Regions from separate parts of the Mus musculus genome. Here region 1 is linked to region 2. The links are chromatin contacts, called in public Hi-C maps. All regions are on one chromosome and are shown on one strand. Each heading gives the region's core, a stretch centred on a gene start, on an enhancer-like site or on the middle of the called end of the contact. The rest is flanking DNA. Distances are from core to core; before and after follow the strand shown.

Region 1 (3,552 bases), core at 622-3,121, 78 kb after region 2:
GTAATGAGGATGGTGACAAGATTTGAAGAAATGGGCAGCCGGAGCTCTGAGCAGGGCCTGCACGTGCTCCGAGCTTGATGGTTTCTCGTTCTACCTCGGACTGTAGTGCCCACTGAGGCTGAGCAAGCCGGTGGCGTGGACACCGTCCAGGCTTTAGGGTGGCATGTGGGGGTGGCGGCTGATGAACGGGTTCCTCACCGGAGTCACCTATCCTGTGAGACAGACCTCTGAACCCCTGTTCCTCAGGACGTTGGCTTCTGCGAGGTGTTCGCTCTCCCTCAGCTTCCTCATCCACGAAAGGTTCCTGTCCCCTTGTCTTAGATGCTGGCCTTCTAAAGAGCACCAGCTCTGTCTTATCCCTCGCCTGGGGCCTGGCAGGTAATAAGTGCTTAATGAGCACTTGGATCTGTTGTTACTTAGACACGTGCAATAGTACCAGGGACCCTGTAGCTTATCGGTGTTCTTTAGCTCAAAGGCACAGTCACTGGCATCAGGCAGGCCTGGGTCTTAATCTCAGCCTTACCGAGGAACTCATACCAAGTTAGATCCTCACACATGAGGGCTTGTTGAGTCTGGGCCCACAGGATCTGGGCAGACAATTACTCTTGTCTCTGCCTTCAGCACTTTCAATCAGGACAGGGTAGATGGGGGGGGGGGTATTGCCATTGCCGATGTAGCCCAGGATGTGTAAATGATCTTGAACCCCTGATCCCCTTGCCTCCACCTCCCTAGAGCTAGACTGACAGGCCTGTACCCCATCCCTGGTTTATGCTGTGTCAGGGATTGAACCCAGGACTTTGTGCATGTTAGGTGGGCACTCTACCAACTGAGCCACAGCCCGGTGCAATGCTGGTTCAAGTAAAAATGCACGAGAGAACTGGTCAACCAGCTCTCAGCACCACCTTGTGCCTTTGGTCCAAATGACAGGGACTGTCACCAGGGTCACCCCTCATGTCCCATGACCCCTTCCCCAGATCGTGGTCCAGCCCTACCCTCCTCCTTGGCCTGACACAGCTGACTGGTAATGTGTTCTTTCTGAGCCGGGCCCCCACCACTTTCCCCATTGGAAAAAGCAATTAGATCGTGTTTACCAGAGTACGCGGCTGCAATCTGCCGTGCTGTCCTATCCTGTGCGCTGGCCCACTTCCTCCATGCTTTGCTTAGGTCTGATGGGAGATTTGCATACGAAGTAAAAATAGAAAAGCAAAGGGGGAAAGCAAGGGAGGGATCAGCGTGGGGCCAGAGAGCTCTGAGTACACCTGCATCAGTCTGGGGAAACTGAGGGTGGGTGCAGGCTCGTCCCAAACTCGGAGGCGTTCTTGTGTGATTTGATCTGTTGGGTGGGCAGTCAGGTCCCTACGAGAAGCCTGGCTAGCCTCTGCCCCGTAGGCTCAGGGTAGCTGGAGTTCTCCCCAGCGCCTTGCTCACTCTTCCCTGGCTCTTCCAGGGAACGACAGGGCAGAATCCAGTCCCTGCTCCGGATTCCCACTTAGGGCTCTGTTCCTGCCTCCCAGTTTCTCAGGATGGATCCGAGAAGCTCCAGGGAGCAAGGACGTGTTTCTGGATGTGCGCTGAGATAGTGTGGAGAGAGCCAGGGAAGAGAGAGAAGTCCTGGGCAGATGGGCACCTGGTCAGTGACTCTCCGCTGCCTTGTGGAAAGTGGGTCACCAATCCTCTCAGGACTCTGAGAGGGACTGCGTGGGAAAACACTTGGAGTTGTTAGCAGCACTCCCCCATTGGTCTAGCCAAGGCTATGCTATGAGGCAGTTTTGACCAATGAGACACCCGCTTCCCCATTGGCTCCTCCCACGGAGAGTGGGCAAGGCGATGAGACTTGATTAAGCCAATGAACATCAGCCCTCTGTGGCTCCTCCAATAGGCCCTCTGGGTGGGGCCCTGAAACTCGCTTAGGCCTATGGGACACCGGGCATACTGAGGTGTGACAAGTAAGAATCCGGTGTCGTGGACCATCCAGTCCACGAATTCACCCCATCCACGAATAGGGGAGCGGCCAGATTTCTGCAGCAAGGTGCCAGCAGTAGCAGACCCTCCCACCAGTGCCACGGGTGTGTTCAGCCACCAGCAATAGACATCCGATACCCCCAACAATTCCTAACTCTTGCCCCTGATCTTGGCTTCTCCGGTGCCGGCGCACCCATCTGTTTGTTTCCTAGTCCGGTGCAGGGAACTGTATATCCAAACAAAGCTCTCAGTTAGGGAGCCACCCTCTCCTAGGCAGGCACCCCTGTGTGGTGATGCGTCCAAGCTGCGCGTGGCTTCCCGCTGGAGAGTGGTCGGAGGACAGAGGCGTGAAGGTCCGAACAACAGGCTGAGTGGTGATAGCTAGCCAGCTTTGAGAATGAATGATCAAGACAGGTTTCCCTGAGAACTGTATGAGCTAAGAACTGAGCTCCAGATCTCAAACCAGCATCTCCTCATTTAGAACAGTGCCTGGGCACGAGTAAATATTTACTGACTGCATAAAGAAACCAAGTCTGAGCAGAAGGTGGGGGACGGGTGGAAATGAGCCAGAGAAAAAGGTGGAGGGACGCAGACAGGAAGAACAGATCAGAACAGGAGTGAGCAGTGGGAAAGAGTCCTGCAGGAGGGTTCAGTACAGCAGGGGGTGGAGCTTGGAAGATTGGGCGGGACCTAAGAGACCCCCTGTGGTGTCCCAGAGCTATGCAAATTGAGCAGGGAAAGAGGTCCAAGCAGAGGGAACAGGCTGGTGCGTTTGACCAGGATGAGAAGCAGGCTCCTGTAAGAATGTGGAATGGGAGACATTAAAACACATTCCCTCATTTATTTATGAGTGTGTACGCGAATTCCCACCTCAGGGCCTGGAGAGCACAGAGAGCATTTCTCAAGAGTCGAGAATCTGTTCCTTACGCTGTGGGTTCAGGCGATGGAACTCAAATCTTCAGGCATGCAAGGTCATCTACACACACACACACACACACACACACACACACACACACACACACACACACACACACACACACAATTTGGCAAACCTAGATGATCACCTTTCTGTCTTGCTGAGCCTCAATTGACCCACCTGTAAAATGGACTTGTTCCCTATGAGGTGGGTATGAGGTTCCAAACAGCGGTGAATTTTCCAGCACAGAAAGAGGTGGCCTGCCTTAGACTAGAGGGAGGTCCAGGAGGCAGCAGAGCCTCTCCTCTTTACCATCCTAAGGGGCAACCTGGTACTCTGGTGCTCTGTGTTCCCCACTTCATAGGTAAGGAAGTAGCTGTCACAGGCCTGGAGGATGGCCCCCCCTTTTTTTACCCATGGATTTTTAGCATCGTAAGAGGATGCAATCTTTTGTTTTATTTTTTAAAATTAAATCGGGGAAGTTTTTTTTTTGGGGGGGGGAATCTTTGAAATGTTCAGAGTGGTTACTTTCTTTTTAAATAAAAGGGAAGATCAAGGAAGCTCTTCCCATCCTTAGGTCACACTGGGACTGCTCGGTCCTAGTGTCATTTGAACGGGCTAACGTGGGCCCCGTATCTAGGGACGCGCTTTGTTGTGGGGAAAATCCCAGGGCT
Region 2 (3,880 bases), core at 224-2,723:
TGGGGATACTGAGGCAGGGGCTTGCTGGTCAGCCAGCAGAGTCAGATTCTCAAGCTTCAAGTCCCTCGTCCTAAAAAATAGGGTGAACAAGTCAGGAAAGACATTTGATATCTATATTTGGCCTCCTTGAATGTTCACACACACACACACACACCCCTGCACACATACCAGTCTACAAACAGGAACACACAGAGACAAACAGACACACACACACAAGCACATTCAAATGCACACACTCACATGCACATACACACACACACACACACACACACGCATGCACATAAGCACGAACAAACACAGACACTTACAGAGACATACACAGACATGCACACAGTCACACTCACATATGTACACACATGAACGCACTCAGACACACATGCACACTCATGCACACGTGTGTGGGCACGCATATACACACACCATTTGTTCACTGTCCCCTTCCCCAAACAAAAGAAAGCTCCAAGTTTAGCAGCCACTGTGCTGGGGCTCTGATGAGAAAGAGGACAGACACACCTTGAATGGAGGAGGTAGAAGCGGCCAAGGAGACTCTGGACTTCCCCCAAGGCTGGGATAAAGATGCTGTTGTGCAATGCCAAACAGGGACTCAGAACTTCAAGACCTTGAGTTACCTCAGCAAGGAGGCAGACCTGTGACAGGGAAGGACAGCAATCCTGCTCTCTATGACCTGGGCCTGTCCTGGGAACGATGCAGCCCTCCTTACTTGGCAGGAGGATGTGGGCTTGGATGAGGTTCATAGCCACCCCTGTGGGCTGGGCTGTTCAGACCCGGAAACCCTGTCTTAAGCTTTGGAAGTAAACGGGAGATCTCCATAGCAGAGACTATTTCATGCCTGTGGTGTTTTGACTGGCCTGGATATCAGTGTACCGCGTGCGTGCAGTACCTCTAGAGGCCAGAGGAGGGCGTTGGATCCCCGGGAACTGGAGTTACAGATGGTTGTGAGCTGCGCTGTGGGTGCTGGAAACTGAACCGGAGTCGGGTACAAGAGCAGCCAGGGCACTTAACCACCGAGTCATCTCTCTGGCTCTAGTTTTGAGACAGGGTCTTTCCGCTCAACCTGGAACTCACTGGTTTAGTCAGGCAGGCTGCTCATTATGCCCCAAGGATTCTCCTATCTTAGTCTCCCCAGAGCTGGGATTCGGAGTTTGCGTTGTCACACCCGCCCTGCCTTTTACTTTTACAGAGCTGGGGCTCGGAACTCAACTCAGCTGGCGCCTGTAGGAAGCACTCCCTGCACGGAGCTGTCTCCCATCCTCCCACAGTACTGTCTCCTGCTGTTTTCTTTGCTTCTTTTCTATTTATTTGTGCCCCTTTGTAGCCCAGGAACTCCAGCAGGAAGCACGCCCAGCTTCCTTCATCTCAGCGGCAGCTTTAAACAGCCCCCGCCCCCACCCACCCAACAAGCGCACTCCGTAAGCCCCCGGTGGAGCTGAACAGACAAACGTCCTCTCAGTGAGCTCAAAGCCGGTTTCTGACTGAGGCTTTCAAGAAAAGAACCGCTCAGATGTGGAGAGATTAGCGGCGAGGAGGATGCGGCGCGCTCTCTTGTTCAACATTTATTCCAACCTCCTTCACGCGTGCCTTTTTATACCAAGAAGCCAGGAAAAGAAAACCAATTTCCCTATAACCCTCTTGCAAGGAAGACTTTCAGATGCGATTCAGTCTTCCCCAACCAGAGTCACACGAACAGGACTGGGCTTGGAAAGAGTTTAAATAGGAAGAGAAATGGGGTGCGCGCTTCTCTTTTTACTGGCTTGGTATGCTTAAGGAGCTTCCCAATTTGTTGGTTTCCTTGGTAACGGTGGAGGGGACCCAGAAGGATTCTGGGGACTGGAGGTTTTCCCTAAGGCTCAGCTCACAGCCTGCTTCTCCCGTCTCGAAGGTTTGAGGGCTGCTAATGCTCCTTTGCTAGGCAAAACTCCTTCTGTTTAAACTACGGAGGCGGAGGCGCCTTCCATTCTCTCCGATGCAATCTCAGAAGGTTTTTAGAGATGGGGATGCCTGTATTTGGTTATCGATCTGATTCAGAGCCAGCCATCGAGGGCAGTGTCTCGGAGTTGGAGTGCTTGCCTCTTATGCACAAGGCCCTGGAGTCCAACCGCGGGAAAACAGGGAAAATCCACGCAGTGCATTCAACGGAAGGGAGAACCCTACTGCAAAGAGACTAGGACTTAGAGTCAGGTGACCACTACCAAGGGCTTGATGACCATCAAAGCAAGGGTGAGGAGTATGGGGCTGGGGAGATGGTTCAGGAGACAAAGTGATTGACATGTAAGCCTGACAGCTGGAGTTCAGACCCCCAAAGCCCACGGTAGATGCAACCGTGCAGACATATGTAATCCCTACTGGGGAACCGGAATCAGACACAGGGCAATCCTCAGTAGCCTAGCACACACACCGGCAGAGAGACGGTCTCAAACAAGGTGAAGAGGTGAGAGTTGACACCCTGTCCTCTGACCCCAACATACATGCTGGCTTTGCTGATGACATCACACTCTGCCTGGGCACAGAAGGGGCGTGTCCTGAGCCCTTGTCTGCTAAACTCCTTTTCACCATAATGGCCTACAGAGAAGTGGAGCTCTTCACAATGACCTGGCCCGGAGCTCTGAATGGCCCAAGATGCAGAGACAGGTGACCCCTGGCCACGTCCGTCCTCACACCTATAGAAAGAAGCACACACAGATTCATAAGTTGGAGGAGGGAGGGACATGGCCCACAGTTCTTTGTGATGGATAACTCAGGCCTCATCAGAGATCCAGGGGGCATCTGAAGCTGCCTTAGACTAAGCCCTTGTCTGCTCTCCACAGGCAGCACTGAAAATCGGTTGTGCTCTTTGACCCTGAAGGCTGCCTAACCATAGTGCAGCTGGCCTCCCAGGTCCCACAGGCCTCTTTTATTTTTCATTAATTAATTAATTAATTAATTAATTAATTAATTAATTCACTTTACATCCTGATCACAGCACCCTCTTCCCAGCCCCCCCCCACACACAGCCCCTCCCTCCACTCCTCCTTCCCCTTCTCTGAGAAGGGGGAAGTGCCCCTGGGTATCACCCCACCCTGGCACATCAAGTCACTGCAGGACTAGGAGCATCCTCTCCCACTGAGGCCAGACAAGGTGGCTCAGTTAGGGGAATGGAATCCACGGGCAGGCAACAGATTCAGGGATAACCCCCTGCTCTAGTTGTTAGAGGACCTGCATGAAGATCAAGCTGCACATTGCTACATATGTGTACTCGGGGAGGGGCCCAAGGGCCAGTCCATGTTTGCTCTTTGGTTGGTGGTTCAGTCTCTGGGAGTCCCCGAAGGTCCAGGTTAGTTGACTCTGTTGGTCTTCCTACAGACTTCTTTTTTGTTGTTGTTTTTTTGTTTTTTGTTTTTGTTTTTTTTTTGACAGGGTTTCTCTGTGTAGCCCTGGCTGTCCTGGAGCTCACTTTGTAGACCAGACTGGCCTCGAACTCAGAAATCCGCCTGCCTCTGCCTCCCGAGTGCTGGGATTAAAGGCGTGCGCCACCACCGCCCGGCTCCTACAGACTTCTTAATACAAGGAAAGGACATCCACTGGAAGGTTGAAACTTGGAATCTAGAGTCCTGAGTTTTTCAGTGGCTTTAGTTGGTCCTTAGGTCTAGATCCCAGAGCCTCCCCACATCAGCGGATCCTGCAGAACTTGGAAGTTCTGGCACAATTACCCAGTGAGATACTACAGTTCTGATACTCTCCTGCTAAGTGTCACTTTTTCAGGGCTCCATTCCCCCAGACCATGGTGTGATTAGGAATTAGTGGAGACCTCAAGATGCGGGCTTCTGCGAGGAGATGCCTCAGCAGGCACGGGCCCTGAGTTTGGGTTGGCACCATGGTAGGC

Evidence for each region. Hi-C and Micro-C count contacts between places; a contact is called where the count stands out from the background.
Region 1: a contact with region 2 is called in a Hi-C map of cerebral cortex, with 1.8 times the contacts expected there. The contact joins two enhancer-like sites. A contact is called at or near these places in 3 of 39 promoter capture datasets (hippocampal neurons and liver), 8 of 484 Hi-C or Micro-C datasets (CD4 T cells, Sertoli cells, cerebral cortex and 4 more) and 1 of 115 datasets of contacts at active chromatin or transcription factors (neural progenitor cells).

What each region holds. Positions count from the first base shown.
Region 1 is chr4:140,002,535-140,006,086 of GRCm38.p6, forward strand. No RefSeq gene overlaps it. Among named protein-coding and RNA genes, the nearest start is that of Klhdc7a, 36 kb to the left of the region's middle. Within about 2 kb of position 1,872, at least 65 of the 459 cell types and tissues checked have an H3K27ac peak or open chromatin away from gene starts, as enhancers often do. A contact at or near this core is called in cerebral cortex, where this site is marked.
Region 2 is chr4:139,924,543-139,928,422 of GRCm38.p6, forward strand. The region is part of intron 3 of Gm1667 (a long non-coding RNA gene); the gene reads left to right. It overlaps 4933427I22Rik (RIKEN cDNA 4933427I22 gene), which reads right to left. Exons shown (of 3, transcript NR_045159.1): 3 at 1,569-2,678. Among named protein-coding and RNA genes, the nearest start is that of Gm1667, 16 kb to the left of the region's middle. Within about 2 kb of position 1,474, at least 58 of the 459 cell types and tissues checked have an H3K27ac peak or open chromatin away from gene starts, as enhancers often do. A contact at or near this core is called in cerebral cortex, where this site is marked.